Linked DNA regions of Mus musculus: region 2 is linked to region 1. The links are chromatin contacts, called in public HiChIP or PLAC-seq maps. All regions are on one chromosome and are shown on one strand. Each heading gives the region's core, a stretch centred on a gene start, on an enhancer-like site or on the middle of the called end of the contact. The rest is flanking DNA. Distances are from core to core; before and after follow the strand shown.

What was found. HiChIP or PLAC-seq counts read pairs in DNA pulled down with a chosen protein or histone mark.
Region 2: a contact with region 1 is called in an H3K4me3 HiChIP or PLAC-seq map of bone marrow-derived macrophages, with 2.1 times the contacts expected there. The contact joins the enhancer-like site here to the promoter of Hp1bp3 in region 1. A contact is called at or near these places in 3 of 39 promoter capture datasets (the 3T3-L1 cell line, hematopoietic stem and progenitor cells and trophoblast stem cells), 2 of 15 datasets of contacts at CTCF or cohesin (large pre-B cells and pro-B cells), 10 of 484 Hi-C or Micro-C datasets (B cells, CD4 T cells, Th2 cells and 5 more), 15 of 115 datasets of contacts at active chromatin or transcription factors (the 230-238 cell line, the HPC-7 cell line, the SCID.adh cell line and 9 more) and 3 of 9 other capture datasets (adipose tissue, liver and pancreatic islet).

What each region holds. Positions count from the first base shown.
Region 1 is chr4:138,213,288-138,220,176 of GRCm38.p6, forward strand. It overlaps Hp1bp3 (heterochromatin protein 1, binding protein 3), which reads left to right and starts at 3,325. Exons shown (of 13, transcript NM_010470.3): 1 at 3,325-3,453.
Region 2 is chr4:138,281,703-138,289,506 of GRCm38.p6, forward strand. Kif17 (kinesin family member 17) reads left to right here. Exons shown (of 15, transcript NM_010623.4): 7 at 4,730-4,883; 8 at 6,227-6,783; 9 at 7,539-7,622. Among named protein-coding and RNA genes, the nearest start is that of Ddost, 19 kb to the right of the region's middle. Within about 2 kb of position 1,344, at least 59 of the 459 cell types and tissues checked have an H3K27ac peak or open chromatin away from gene starts, as enhancers often do. A contact at or near this core is called in the 230-238 cell line and bone marrow-derived macrophages, where this site is marked.

The DNA of each region.
Region 1 (6,889 bases), core at 2,075-4,574:
GCTAGAGCAAGTGCTCTGCAGAGCTACGCACCAACGCTAGCTTGTAAGCCTTTGTCAAAAGCTATTGGGCGTAGATGTGTTTCAGAGTTATACACTTCTATTTATTGGGGTTCATATGTGTAAATGTGGGAGTCACTTCTCTCCAACCATATTGGTTTCTGGAGCTCCAACTCAAGTTGTCAGCCTGTTGGCTGTCTCCTTTACCAGCTGAGCTATCTCACCTGGACTCCAGAATTCTGAGTATTTCTGTCTCTTCCTTTACCCTACTAGTGATTGAACCTAGGATCTTTCTCAGGCCAGGCAAATAGTCTACCACTGAGCTATATACATCCCTAACCCTGGAATACAAAAGTTTTGAGAAGAACTTTCAAGGTTGATTATTATGCTAAAAAGGAGTTATAACTATGGCCACCAGTAAACGGAGAATGTGTAATGGGGAGGAAGGGTGTCCAGGCATACTGCTTATCTGGCGTCAGTGACATCACAAACAATAACAGAAACTCCTATGGGCCCTTTCCCTAGCCTCCATTTCCTTCTCTAGATAGATATGAATGGTCAATTCTGTTACTCTCCCATCTCAAGAGCCAGTAATTGAGAGTCACTGTCCAGTCTTCTGGCTGGACATCAGGAAAATCAAGTGACATACCGCCAACCCCAGTCTCATTCATACTGGACACCCTGAAGGAACCCAAGCCTGAAACTGCAGTCCTGCCACCACAACTCTTGCAAAGAAATGAGTCACTCCATTGGAAACAGAAACCTCTCCCTCCCTGACATCCAAAGTTTATTCTTCAGAGCTCTTGAAGTAAATATGAGCTATGACTAAGACGGTAAGCATTGTTCTGTGCTCAGCCTTGTGACTGCACCACTGGGTTCTGGGCTGGAACTCTGCGAGTCAGTCAGCTGTTGCTTCATCTTTATCCATCTTTATGCCTAACTCTAAAGTCACCCCCTCTTTTCTATACAAACATGAAGTTTTAGTCCAACAGACTTTTGTGTCCTACAGGTCTACATCTAAGGACTCGGGAGGGAGAAAAAAACAATTATTGCCTTAACAACAGGCTGTGGATTCTGCAAAACTTGCTATATGCTAAGTTAAACATACCTTAGCTTTTGTTGAAATCTAGAGAGTGACTTCCTCAGGGTTTGATTTTTCAAGACAGGGTCACATAGCCTTGACTGTCCTGGAACTAAGTAGACAAAGCTAACCTTGAACTTCGAGAGATCTGCCCCACTCTGCCTTCTGAGTACTGTGATCAAAGGGATGGTCCCATTGTACCAGGTTCCAAGTATTTTCTTGAAACGTATGACACTCAGGTTTTGGCAAGAACTTGGTTTTATGTTCTTGAAATTTTTGTCCTATCATTTTGCTTTCTTCTACATAAGAGTTGTTTGTTTGTTTGTTTGTTCTTAAATCTTAGGCAAAACTCTGTATGTCTCTCAATTCTTATTGGGCTCATCTTGCATGAGGTAGGACTTAAAAATGTGACTTTGAGGCCACTCTGATCTACATAGTAAGCTCCAGGCCAGGCAATGTTGTATTTTATAAAAATAGAGAAACCAGGGATATGTTTGATAGAGGCCAGGTATAATGTGAGATAAGGGGGTGTCTCTGTGGGCCCATGCTGAGGCATCCCTTCCCCCTGAGAGACCAGCCATAGATGGATGTAGTGTATAGAATAGGGTTTATTCAGGGCATGGGGAGGGGAGTTGGAAGGCAGAGAAAGAGGGGGGGGCAGGTTATGACCATGTGGAGAGGGAGGGGCAAGGGGTGAGAGGTCAGAGCAAGAGCAAGAGATCGAGGAGGGGGCAAAGAAGCGCCTTTTTTAGTGAGTTAGACACACCTGGCTATTGCCAGGTAACTGTGGGACATAGCCTAGATGAAATGTCAACAGGCAAAACTACATAGAGAGATCCTGTCTCAAACAAGGACACACACCAAATGTAGCAAGTTCCCAATTATGCCAATACATAAAAGTGGGATGGGGACAGGTGTCTCCGTGGCTGAGGTCCCTTGCTCTTGTAGAGGATCTCGGTTTGGTTCCCAGCACCCACATCAGACAGCTTACAACCTACTAACTCAATTCCCAGGAGTGCAGACAATCCTTAGACATCTGCACACACCCGGAACACATACAAACAGGTACACACACATATAAAAAATTAAAAGATGGTTTTAAAACAGAATTCTTCAAAAAGACCAAAATCCCTTTTTAATATTTAATTTTTTTTTCATATGACATACTTGATCAGGTCCCCTCCTCTCCAAATCCTCTCAGATCCTCCCCATAAATCCCTTTGAAGAGATTGCCCATGATCCCAGTGTTCAGGGGAATGGGTGATGTCACTAGTACAGACGCTCACCAGGGAGGAATTTTTGGTGGGGTGATTTATTTAATCTTCTTAGAACCCTTGGAGTTTCAGCCACTCTGGCAGGTGGAGAGGACTGAAAGTGTGTCTAATTGGTTTCCGTAATAAGCGCTTTGATTGACCTGCAGTTGCGGTGCCATGCATGTACCAGGCCGATACCCACAAGACTCCGGCTACTTGAGGTACATTGAATTTTTCCAAAGTGGCTTTGAAGAACTACACCTGCAATCCTTCATTTCCTTTTCCTTCTTTACACAGGCTCTCGTGCATTCCAAGCTGGCCTCAGGTTGGTTACCTACCCAAAATGGCCTTGAAATTTCGATCCTCTTGATGCCACCTATTGAGTCTGCGTCATCACACTGGGCTCTAGGTGCTGGCGATGGCACCCAGGGCTTTCTTCAGACTAGACACATACTAACAACTAAACTACTTCTTCAGCCCCAAGAACTACAATTTTCAAAGGCGGTGGTGTGCACATTACATGAATAGGCAGATCTCAACGTAAAGTGCCAAATAAAAGGCGACTCCCTTCTAATTCCGTGGTTTCTTTTGGGTGCTGGGGGTGGGGAAGCTGTCTGTGCATGCAAATCAAGAAGCTGGGGGCAGCCCGGCTCACGCATCTTCCAGGCCGTGTATGACCAGTCCTTGCTCACTACACTGCCAATTCCCTGTGGACTCAGGAAGTGGCTGTTGTTGTCTAGCACCGTCTTCCAGGGCTAAAGGGAGGCTGGAACCCCAAACCCGAAGGACTCGGGGTCGGAGACAGAGACTGCGCCGAGCACGCAGGACGCAGCCAGGAAGCTAGCGCTCCCAGCCACGCTCTGCCTCCCGTCGTCCGCCGTTCCCCCCCACCTCCCCCACGAGCGCCCTGTCGCGCCCCTGCGCGCCCGCCCGGGGACCCACTTGGCGGGCGCGCGCGGGGGCGGGGCCGGCGCGGGGGCGCGCGCGTGAGGCCGCGGGCAGGGGGGCGGGGCGGCAGAGCTCGGTGCCCGGCCTGGAGGACAGCGGTGTCGCGAGTCGGCGATCGGTGGTCCGCGGCAACGCCGAGAGGCCGTACGGGAACGCGGGCGCCGGAGCTCAGAGGTAACGCGGGATGGACCCGGACCCGGCGCGCAGGGAGTGGGCGCGAGCTCCGTGCGCGAGTGAGTAGCGGAGGGCCACCGGCCTGGGCGCTGACGCCGCTGCCCGGGCGCAAGAGGCGGGACGCGGGCACCGAAGGCCGGCGGCTTTTGTCCGTCCGCCGCGGCCGCTGCGCCCTCTCGCGTCGCGCCCGCCACCCGGCCCCTGCCCCTGGCGCGCGGGCCACTCGGGCCCCGCGGCGCGCGCTCCCGCCCTTGTTTTGTTTGGACTTGGGGAGGAGGGGCAGCTCTTCTCGGGTCGGGCCCACCCCCCCTCCGTGCTTGTCTCAGTGCGCATGCTCCGGCGTGCGCCGCGGAGCCCTATTGGCTGCGGGCTTGCGCATGCTCCGAGGCCTGTGGCCCGACTTCCGCCGCGCCCTCCTCCCCTCGGCCTACTGTCAACTTGTCTTCAAGCCCGGTTCGAAAGATGCCGGCACTAGTGAGTGGCTGCGGCGGGCCCGCCCTCCCGGCTTCTCCGCCCCCGCCGCCGCCGTGGCCGCCATTACGGAGTCCCCAGTGGTGAGTGTGCAGAGCTGAGGCCACGCCGGTCGCCGCTGGTCGCCGCCGGGTCCCCGCAGCCAGGAGCGCGGCGTGGTCTCTGCGCGGTACCTCCGCCGCCGCCCTCAGCAGTCCCGCGCCCATCTTACTCCCCACTCCCGCTAGCCCTGCGCTGTCACCGCCACGGCTCTCTGTCGCGCAGCCGCTCGCTCCCGCCTTTGTCTTCGCTGCTCCTCCGGGCGATGCTCAGCCTCTGGGCGCTGTCGCTTCGCTGCTGTCGCCGCCGCCGCTACCCCGACGGCCTTGCGCTTCTGTGTCCCCCGCGAGCCTACACCTCCCCCGGCCTCCGCCGCGCTCCCCAGGCCGGCGCAGGATTGTCAGTGGCAGCCGTCTTAAGCCTAGGCCCGAGTCGATCCAGACTTAAGCAGGCAGTTTTCCTTAACGCCCTTGAGCTAAACCCTCCTTCACAGCCAGAAGTGCTCATGACTTCTCCCCCAGGCTGCTTTACTGCCCTTCTCCGACTGCCCGTTGCTTTGGAGAACGAGTCTTATTAGACCTGGACCTCATACGCAAGCATCTTAGACGTGAAATGTGTCTAGAGAGTCATTCTGCATTTGATCTTAGCCAGAAGGGCCTAGAAGCTATTAGGAAATCGTTTGAAGTTTTTAATTTTTATTTTATCTTCAATTTTATCTTCAGCATAGGCCATATAAGGCTGCCACGAGCTTTCAGTTTCAGAGTGATTTGTTCAAAGCTGCTCTCAAATTTTGTTTTTGAGGTGGTCTCCCTAATGCTTCCTTGGGACTCTGTGCTCCTCCTGCCTCAGCCTCCTGTGTGTGAGTGCAGGGGGTGCTACTGTGAACTGACACCGGAGAGTACACATGTAGTAGGGTTAAGATTGAGGTTCTTAGCCCTAGCTTTCATACTTACTTAGGAGGTGGACCCCTGGACGCTGACTAGGAAGTTACTGAGGCCTGTGCAGATGCAAGTCTAAACTGGAGCCCTGTGGAGCTGTGTGTTTGATCGGCCTCTATCCCTGGCCGTGATAGATATCACTACATGCTACTTAATGAAATGGGAAAGTCGCTAGCAATCACGATGTTTTATCTGAGTGAGGAAAAGCCTGGGAGCTGTGTGAGGGATTTACTGGTCTGTTAGTGACATTAGAAAGGATGCATATTACATGGAGTTTATGGTGACACTCTTGCTAAAAATGCTGACGCAGTAATTTGAAATACATGCCGTAGCCCCAGACCGGCTGCCTTTTCTAATGGCATAAACTACCACCATGGAATTGGGCTTTCTACTTCTGCAAGTTTTTACTGCCTGTATTAAAACAATTTAGGCATCTCCTTTGTCAAAAGTAAGTCATGTTACTATTTACGCATTCAATAAAAAGAACCCAAAATTTGTGGCCACAGGAGAACTTGATAAACCCTAAGTGGAAATATAGTTTGGTTTCCACACCATATGAAGCCAGGTTAAAGAACCATTTTCATTCTTTAGCAAATATTTGTTGAACTCTCATTCTGACCCTGTTATCTTTTAGGCACCCAGTTTTGTATCTGTGACTCAGTAGAAAAAAATGACCTATCCACTTCCAGAGTGGTGTGCAGCTGTAATGCCAGCACTGGGGAGGTGGGCTAACCTGGGCTATTAAGATCCCCCTTGACTCCCATCCCTGCAAAAAATATCCCGGCCAGGGAGCTAATACAGCTGTCTAAAAGGTCTTATCATTCAGAGTCAACGGTTGGAACAAAAAGTTCTGTTACAAGGTACACTGACAGTGTTAAGGCAGTCCTGGCTACCCATCCATGCTGTTAGCTGTTAATGAGAAGTGAATTTAAGCTGGGCATAGTGGCACACGACTTTAATTCCAGCACTTGGGAGGCAGAGGCATGTGTATCTCTGTGAGTTTGAGGACAGCCTTATCTACATATTTCCTGGACAGCCAGGACTACATTACATGTGAAACTCTTATGTTTCAAACAAAAAGTGAGCTTAACAACCCACAAAGCCTATTACAGAAGGACAAAAAAATACTATGGGTTGGCGTTCTGTGGTTTTAGTAAAGAAATTCAGAAGTGAGGCCGACATTTTAAAAAATATTTTCCCTAAATAACTCTAGGTGTTTTCTATTACGTGCATTGACTTGGGATGGGGAGTGTGGGGCTTGTGCTGAAGTCAGAAGACAACCTTGAGAAGGAGGTTCTCATGACTCCACCCTGTGCACCCCAGGGGTCACAATCAGGTGATCAGGCTTGTCTGTCTGAGTGTCTCAGGCTGTGTGCGTGGGCATGTGTGGCTTCAGCAGTGTCACTTCCCAAAGGATGATGTGATCGGAGTGGTTTGCTTCTGTGTCGTGCTTGCCTGGGGAAATACCACCTTTATTTACATTTCCTTGTTATTATCAGGTATATTATTACATAAGTACTATTTGTTTGCACTGAAATCCTCATGCAAACAAACTAAGTAATGCTCTGAGCCATCCTGGCTTCTTTTTTTTAGGGGCGGGATGTCTCTGTGTGGCCCTGGCTGTCCTGGAACTCATTGTGTAGGCCAGGTTGGTGTCACACTCCGAGATAGATCTCTCTGCCTTTGCTTCCGTTACCCCTAATGCTGAGGTTAAATGAACGCAACACTATATGTAGCATGTTTTACATTGGTTGTGTGACTGTCAAGAATTTTAAATATTTGTAAATATTTCTAATTTGCTGCTGCCAATGAGAGATTTGTTTGGGCAGTCTGAGTGGGCAGACTGAGGAAGGACTGGGGAGATCTTACACTGCCGACCATCCTGTCTTAGCCTCCTATAGTGTTGGGTCACGTTGAAGGTACTGTCCCAGCTGCATTCTTCCAGCTGTCTTTGCAACTGATACAGAAGTGTGGAGTCACTGCTTGTG
Region 2 (7,804 bases), core at 94-2,593, 66 kb after region 1:
TCTCTGTAAGTTCGAGGCCAGCTTGGTCTACAGAGTGAGTTTCAGGACAGTCAGGGCTACATGGAGAAACCTTGTCTCAAAAAAACAAAACAAAGCAAAAAACCCAAACAAGAGTTGGACCCAGGATTTGAACTTGGGTTCCTGACCTAGACAGCAGAGTGGAGAGCAGGCTGTTTGCCTTTGGCACTGCAGCCAAGCCTGGGCCTCAGAGCAGCTTGGCCTGTTTAGCCAGGGTGAGTATAGCATCAGCTTCACCTGGGCCCCGGGTCCTCACCCCGTGTGTCTCCCAGCATCTCTGGAAGCAGCAGGACAGGGGATCTACAGGGATACAAACATAGGGAGACACAACAGGGACTCCTTCTCAACTCCAAGCTCTGCGGGCTTCCAGAGGCCCCTGCCACTTGAAGACTGCCTGCTAGCTCTGCCTGGTGGCTTGGTGTTCAGAGGTCCCTGTGAGGAACTGGTTGTTCCTGAGGAGAATGCTGACACTAGGCAGGAGCAGTTTTGGGGAGCTCTAGCCTGGCTCCCAAGCCTACAGCTGGATCCCTTGCCTCTCAGTTATAATCTCAATTAGGGGCCAGACCTCGAAACTCTTGTCAGGATGTTGGACAAAGAGCCTGCTTTGGTGGCTGCAGTCCTGAGAGCTCTGCCCTTTGGGACCGTCTAGGGTAGGTCTGGGTACCAAGTCCGCCTCTAGGACCCAAACCTTGCCCTTAGTGGAGGTGGCAGTAAGAAGAGACAGACCCTTGGCCAAGCAGTGGTGGCACATACTTGCAGTCCCAGCACTACAGAGGCAGAGGTAGGCAGATCTCTGAGTTCAAGGCTAGCCAGGTCTACAGAGTGAGTTCTAAGACAGCCAAGGCTACACAGAGAAACGCTATATTGAACAACAAAAACAAACAAAAACAAAATGAAGAACAAACACCAACAATACAAAACAAATCAAAGACAAAAGAAGAGACCCCTGGGGAGGACTAAGCTTGTCAGCATCCCATTAGGGTAGCAGCCCTTCCTGTTTTCGGAGTGTTGGCTCTCTGCAGGTAGCAGTGACCCGGAGCCACACCAAGTGACTTGGAGTGGCTGTGGAATCTTATAATGCCTAGTAGATTTGGGTCACAGATCCTCAGGGGAGGGGAGAACCGGATAATATTAGGATGGAACCCTCTACATAGGCTTCCTTGTGGTCTGGTTGAATGTTGGCTCCCCTAGTGGTCTCCAAGGAGAACACACCCCACTCTGGACAGACAGTCTCTTGTTAGCTACCAAGTGAAAGTGATAGATAGGCATTGCCTGCCTCTCCTGCCTGTAATTTAGAGGACGGTATCAGAGGTGTGGATGTCTCCCCCTAGTGGACAGTGTAGGCCATCAGAAGTGTGGATGTCTCCCCCTAGAGGATGGTATAGGCTATCGGAGGTGTGGATGTCTCCCTTGCTTCCCTTCCATCTTCCTGTGCATCTTTCTCTTCTGAGTTGTATTCTCTGAGTGCCTACTGTGTGCTGAGAACCGCATTCTAGGATAAACCTTAAAATGAAGCCCCTGTGTAGACAAAGGGGGCTCTTCCTGGAGGCAGCTCAGCTGTGAGTGAGCTCATGCCATGGTTCCGGGCTCCAGTCAGAATGGGGAGGTTTGGACTGGAGGGTCCCCGGGGTTATCTGGTTTTTCATTGTATAAGTCCTGTTCTGGCAGGCTTCGTGGCTGGCAAATGGTTTGAGCTCTCTGGGCCAACATTTCATTATCTGTAGGACATCCACCATGATGCAGCCTTCCTGTTGTTTTGAACCGGCTATACAAGGACAAAAAACAAGGTCCCTTCTCATCCATGAACACTACACAGAAGCAGGGGTCAGGGTTTGTGCTCCATCCTCATCTTCCCATAGCAAGCATGAGCTGAGCTTCTGTTTGGGACTGGGGCCATAGCTGGAAGCCACAGTCCTGGGGGTGCGGGTTGCTTTAGACACAGAAAGAGCCAAGACATAGAACTGCCAGCAATGGCCCAGGACAGAGTAAGACAAGGGATTTCGTATGTAAAGGCCATGGAGGGAACTTCTGTAGCCTGCAGGACAGGCAGGGCAGGTAAAAACTTGGCTACGCAAACAGGCATCCTGCGATTTAGCCCCACCCCACCTCACCCCCATTTAATATCGAGATTGGAAGGCAGGACTAGCTGGGCAAGGTGGTGCACGCCTTTAATCCCAGTACTCGGGAGGCAGAGGCAGGCGGATTTCTGAGTTTGAGGCCAGCCTGGTCTACAGAGTGAGTTCCAGGACAGCCAGGGCTATCCAGAGAAACCCTGTCTCAAAAAACAAAAACAAAAACAAAAATGAAGGCAGGACTGTAGTGAGTGGGTACACGTGCCTTGGTGTGCACAAACCTGTGCACAAGCAGATGTGTGTGCATACCTGTGCATGCGTACACATGTAGGTTTTGTGGTTTTGGCTGAGGTCCAGGTGGATGGGCTGAGGTCACTCACAGAGTCAGGGGCTGTGCTGAGAAGAAGCAGTGGGGACTGCAGAGGTGAGGGGCTAAGCAGGCCAAAGACTGATCCAGTGCTGGGGTGGGGCTCTCCAAGGAGTAAGGAAATGGGTGAGAGGAGGTGAGGGGACAACATGTGGGGGGTTGAGCTGGTGCTGTCAGAGAGCCTTAGTGGCCCTGCATGTGACCCTGAAGATGCACTGGATAGTCCTCAGGGTGCGTGCATGCTGGTGACAACGCTGACGCCCAACAGCAGCTCTCTAAACAGACCAATGGAAGCAGAAAAGATGAATGGTGGAGAGTGGCCAAGTTAGTAAGGAAGCCCCTATTAGCCCTGAGCATGAATTTGCCAGGGAGCAGGCTAGAATCCCTGAGGCAGGAGAGAAGTAGGCGTTTCTGGGTAAAGCAAGTTACCAGAAACCCAGATATGCTATAATAATGATAAATTAACAATAACGACAACAACAACAACAACAATAATAGGTAGTGGTAGTAATAATAAAACATAAACACAACGGAGCAGGGCTGAGAGTCCACACTCTGAGCTCTGCCCTTGCTTAGCCTCTCCCTCACTGTGACACTGACACAAACAACTTTCAAAGTGAACCATCTGATGGTTCACTTATGGGATGGTGTGGTCCATCATCAGGGCAGGCATTGCCCTGTTCCTTGGACCTGTCTGGGAGCTTCATCACAGGCAGAGGTGTGTCTCCTCACTAACATGGGTGCTTCTCAGTCCGTTCAGGTTGGCAGCTGTCCTAATTTCATTTCTGTTGTTGTGAGAAAATATTCTGACAGAGAACAGCTTATGGGAGAAAGGGTTGATTCTAGCTCATGATTCTAGGTTCCAGCCCATCATTTTGCAGAAGTCAAGGCTGGGACCTTAAACAGCAGTCATAGCCCATCCACAGTCAGGAGCAGAGAGCTGTGAGCGCATGCACACTTGCTTGCTTTGCCCAGCTTGATTGCGCTTATACATTCAGGTCTTCCTGCCTAGGGAATGGAGCCACCCACAGTGGGCGGCATCAAGTAACATCATCAAGATAATCCTCCATAGACAAGACCACAAGACAACCCAGGGTAGACAGTCCCTCCCTGAGACTCTTCCCAGGTGAGTCTAGGTTGTGTCAAGGTGACAGTTAAAGCTGAGCATCCCAAGTCAAGTTGGCAACCATTATGCCCACCATGCATGAAGACCTGGGTTCCATGCTCAGCGCAGAGAAAAACAACACAACAACAAAAACGTGTTCTTAATTTTAAAAGAAGGAGCTGGAGTGATGGCTCAGTGGTTATGGGTACTAGTTATTGTCCCAGGGGACCAGGGTTCGATTCCCAGTGCCTCTAAAGTGGTTCACACCATCTGTGATTCCAATGCCAGGGCATCCAGCACCCTTTTCTGGCTCATGTACATAGTGCACAGATCTACCCACACCCATACACTTAAAATAACGTAAAACAATAATAATAAGAAGAAAAACAGGATGTCCAAGGGCCAGCAGGATTCTATCACATGGGGACTCGGGTTCAATCAAGGAGTTTAGACTACCCACGAACCTAGGAGCCACCCATAAACCTGGGAGCCAACCCATCCTGGGAAACACCCACCCTAAGCAGAGAATGTGATGTTATGCAGCAGGCAGCAGCAATGTGGGGTTTTGCTGAGGTTGAAGCAGGAGTAGATGTGGGGCCAAGCAGGTTGCTACTGAGACAGGAGCCAGTGATGACAGCAGAGATGGAGAGGGAAGCGGGTGGTGGCAGCGCGTGCTTTAATCCCAGCACTTGGGAGGCAGAGGCAGGGGAATCTCTGTGAGTTTGACACCAGCCTGGTCTACAGAGTAAGTTCCACAGAGAAGCCCTGTCTTGAAAAACAGAGACAGAGAGAGAGAGAGAGAGAGAGAGAGAGAGAGAGAGAGAGAGAGAGAGAGAAGAGACAGAGACAGAGACAGAGACAGAGACAGAGACAGAGACAGAGACAGAGATTATTACCAATGGCTTGAGTACCACAGGTGGAAATGCGGGTTAGATGAGGGAAGGCATTCATGGCGTTGTGAAGTGTGAAGAATTACATGGAAACATTCGTGGAAAGCATCAGTCCATCAAGACTGCACAGAGAACCGACAGAGGGCTGTCACCAGAGAACTGTCACCCCCATGTGACACAGGGACTTTCACCTCATTCTCCCCTATGTTATCTGAGTATCCAGAACTGGAGGTCAAGTTGTGAAGGCTGGCCACCGCTGTGTCCCCTTCTACCCCAGGAGTATGAGGAGCGCCTGGCCCGCCTGAAGGCTGACTACGAGGCAGAGCAAGAGTCTCGGGTCCGGCTGCAGGAGGACATTACTGCCATGCGTAACTCGTATGACGTGAAGCTGTCCACACTGCAGGAGAATCTGCGCAAGGAGAAGGAGACAGGTGCACTTTGCCCTGGGGCGACGTGGGAGCCCACTTCCTGTTTCCCTTACAGATGGGTGAAGGGTCCCTGCATGGTAGGCTCAGGTCTCTCTCATTTATATAACAATCCAGCCAGGCAGATCCCACGGTTACCCTCCACCTGTAGATGAAGAAATAGACCCAGACAATAGGTAACTGGCCTTTGGCCATGTAACTGGGGAAATGGAGTCAGGATTAGAGTCTAGGCAGTCTGTCACACAGCACTGTCTCTGGCGCCCTGTCTCCAAGCTGGGCCACCTTTGGCCTTACTAGAGGAAGAAAGGATCCTATGCTGGAGAGGTCAGTTCTTGTCCCAAGTGTCTGCATTTGCTAGTTGCTTACTTATTCTTCAGTCTGTCTGCTACCAAGGCAACCACATCCTGTGAGGATTGAGTCGTTAGCAGGCACGTTTACTTGTGTGGAATTTCGAGGATGTATAATTCAACGACCCATGCTGCTGGGAGCCAGCTTCCTGTGTTCCCATGGGACTGGCAGAGCCAGCCTGGTCTGCAGAGCGAGTTCCAGGATAGCCAGGGCTACACAGAGAAACCTTGCCTTGAAGAAAAAAAAAAAAAGAAAGAACAGAAAGAAAAAGGAAAGGGAGAGAAGGGAGGGGAGGGGAGGAGAAAGAAATAATGTAGCTAGAATGTAAGAGAGAGTCTAGAAGTGTGAACTGGGAGCAAAGGCTGTCCAATTGAGGAAGAGAGACCCTACTCTCACAGACACCCTGAGGAGGAGGGAAACATGGCTTCCAGCATCTCCTGCATCCCCAGCATCTCTTGCATCCCCAGCATCTCCTGCATCTCCAGCCTCACACAGCCCTCCAGTTTGCATATCACACCTCCCTCTATGAGGTCTCTGGTTTCTGGAGCTCTGACATGCAGCCAGCATTCATTCTTCCAGGGCATCTGGAAGAGTTGGTGGACAAGAGCCCTGGTGTGGCACTAGAGGAGGATCTGGGGGTCTTAGCCGAATGGTCAGATTTTAGGGGACCTCAGCCTTGGGAGGTAGTGAGACATGTAGGGTACCCTGCTCACATGGAAGAGCCATGCCAGGCAGGGTGGTGAGAGCATGGCCATCAGTGGGTGAGGGGTTAGAGGATGGAGAAGCACCAGTGCTACTCAGGGGTGGCTTCCTGGAAGAGGGGGTGAGGGCACGGTCAGACCCTGGCAAGGAGGCCATAGGGTAGGGATGGATGGATGGATGGGAACTGTAGCTGGGCTCTGGGCATCTTCAGGGTTCTGGCTTAAGCTGGTCTTTGAGACACAGTGGGTGGAGAGCCACCTTCCCCTTGGGAGACTGCGAGACACTCTTGTTCGCTACAGAGGCCATTCTCAAGGCGGAAGTCCTGTGTAAGACGGAGGTCATGTCCAGGGCCGAGTTAGCCAGCGGGCCCGAGTACTCACCTCCTTTGCAGTATGAGACTGCGGTGAAGCCCACCATCCTCTCCATGCCCGACATGCCACCCAGTGGCAAGGTCACCAAGAGCCAAGCGCCCCTCGCTTTCGAGGAACCACACGGGGAGACCTCCAGGTCCGAGTTTTCCTTTGAGTCCAATGAGTGTTCCACTCTCGAAGACTCTGCCACATCAGAGGCCTTCCCTGGGCCAGAGGAGTTTTCCAACATGGAGTTCTCCATGGCTGCGGCACTGACCGAGAGCAGGTACCTTCCTGAGGAGTATCTCGGCGGCCAGGAGGCTGCTGCATCTCCGCTGGAGGCAGAGCGCTATGTCCAGGAGAACGAGCCATCGCTGGAGCCCCTGCGGATACTGGCAAGCCTGCAGGATCCTTTTGCTGAAGTGGAGGCCAAGCTGGCCAGACTGTCCTCTACTGTGGCCATGTCGGACTCATCCCAGACCGTCGTCCCCCAGATCCCTAAGCAGGTAGCGAATGTTCTACGGAGCAGGCAGGATGGGCTGCGAGCATAGGGACCTCAGCCTCTGCCGCTCAGCACTGTCCACCTCTGTCCCCTGTGACCTGTTTGGGGACCCTGCCGTCCTGTGGTTTGGAGAGGAGATACTCTGTCAGACACACACTGGGAAACCTGGGATGGAGGAAGCCTGTTTATGTTAGGTACCTGTTCCTTTGGCAGGGCACCTGTGTGTGGAGAGGGTGGGTTGCTGAGTTACTGTAGCCACCCTGACCTCCCAACCTAAGAGACCTGAGGAGCCTGGGGCTCCTTTTCAAGACCACAGGGCTTGGGGTGCCTCCCCTGTCCCTTTCTGATCAGTTTCAGTTCTCTTCCTGTTTTAAGAAAATGTTCCTCTTTTTTCTCCCTATGTTTCTGTATTTCTCATGTGAGCACATGGGTGCACAGAGGCGCACACATGTAATAGCACAGGCCTTTGGAATCCCAGCTCCTACTTCATGGCGGAACATCGGCCACTTGTCTCTCTAGGCCACGGTTTCCGCCTCTGAAAAGTAGAGGTTCCGACATGTGCTCTGCCTGAGATAGCACAGAACACGTCCTGGGACACCATAGATGCTCGCCTGTACCTGCCCTCTCCCTGTCACCTCTTTACCCGAGCAGCAGGCAGAGGAGGCCGTGGGGAGGCAAGGTGCAGTGGGCGTCAGGGTAGAGGGGATTTCTGACTCAAAACATCCCTCCTTTTCCTCCCCCATTTCTCCCCACAAGCAGCCATCCTCGGCTGACCTGCTGGAGCCCAGCGACACCAAGTCAGAAGCTGATGTGGCTGTGGCTGACAACGTCGTCCTCGGGACTGTGAGTACCTGCCTGGCCTTCCAAGTGCCTGACCCAGCTGTCTGGCTTTCACCCTCCCTAGGCAGGTGGCCCGTGGCTGAGCAATGTTTAAACAGAGAGGACTGCCACAGGGTGTATAGGCGATGTGACTAGGAGGGAGGCCTTCTGTAGCTAGCAGCATTGGAGGCCACTGTCTTAAAGGA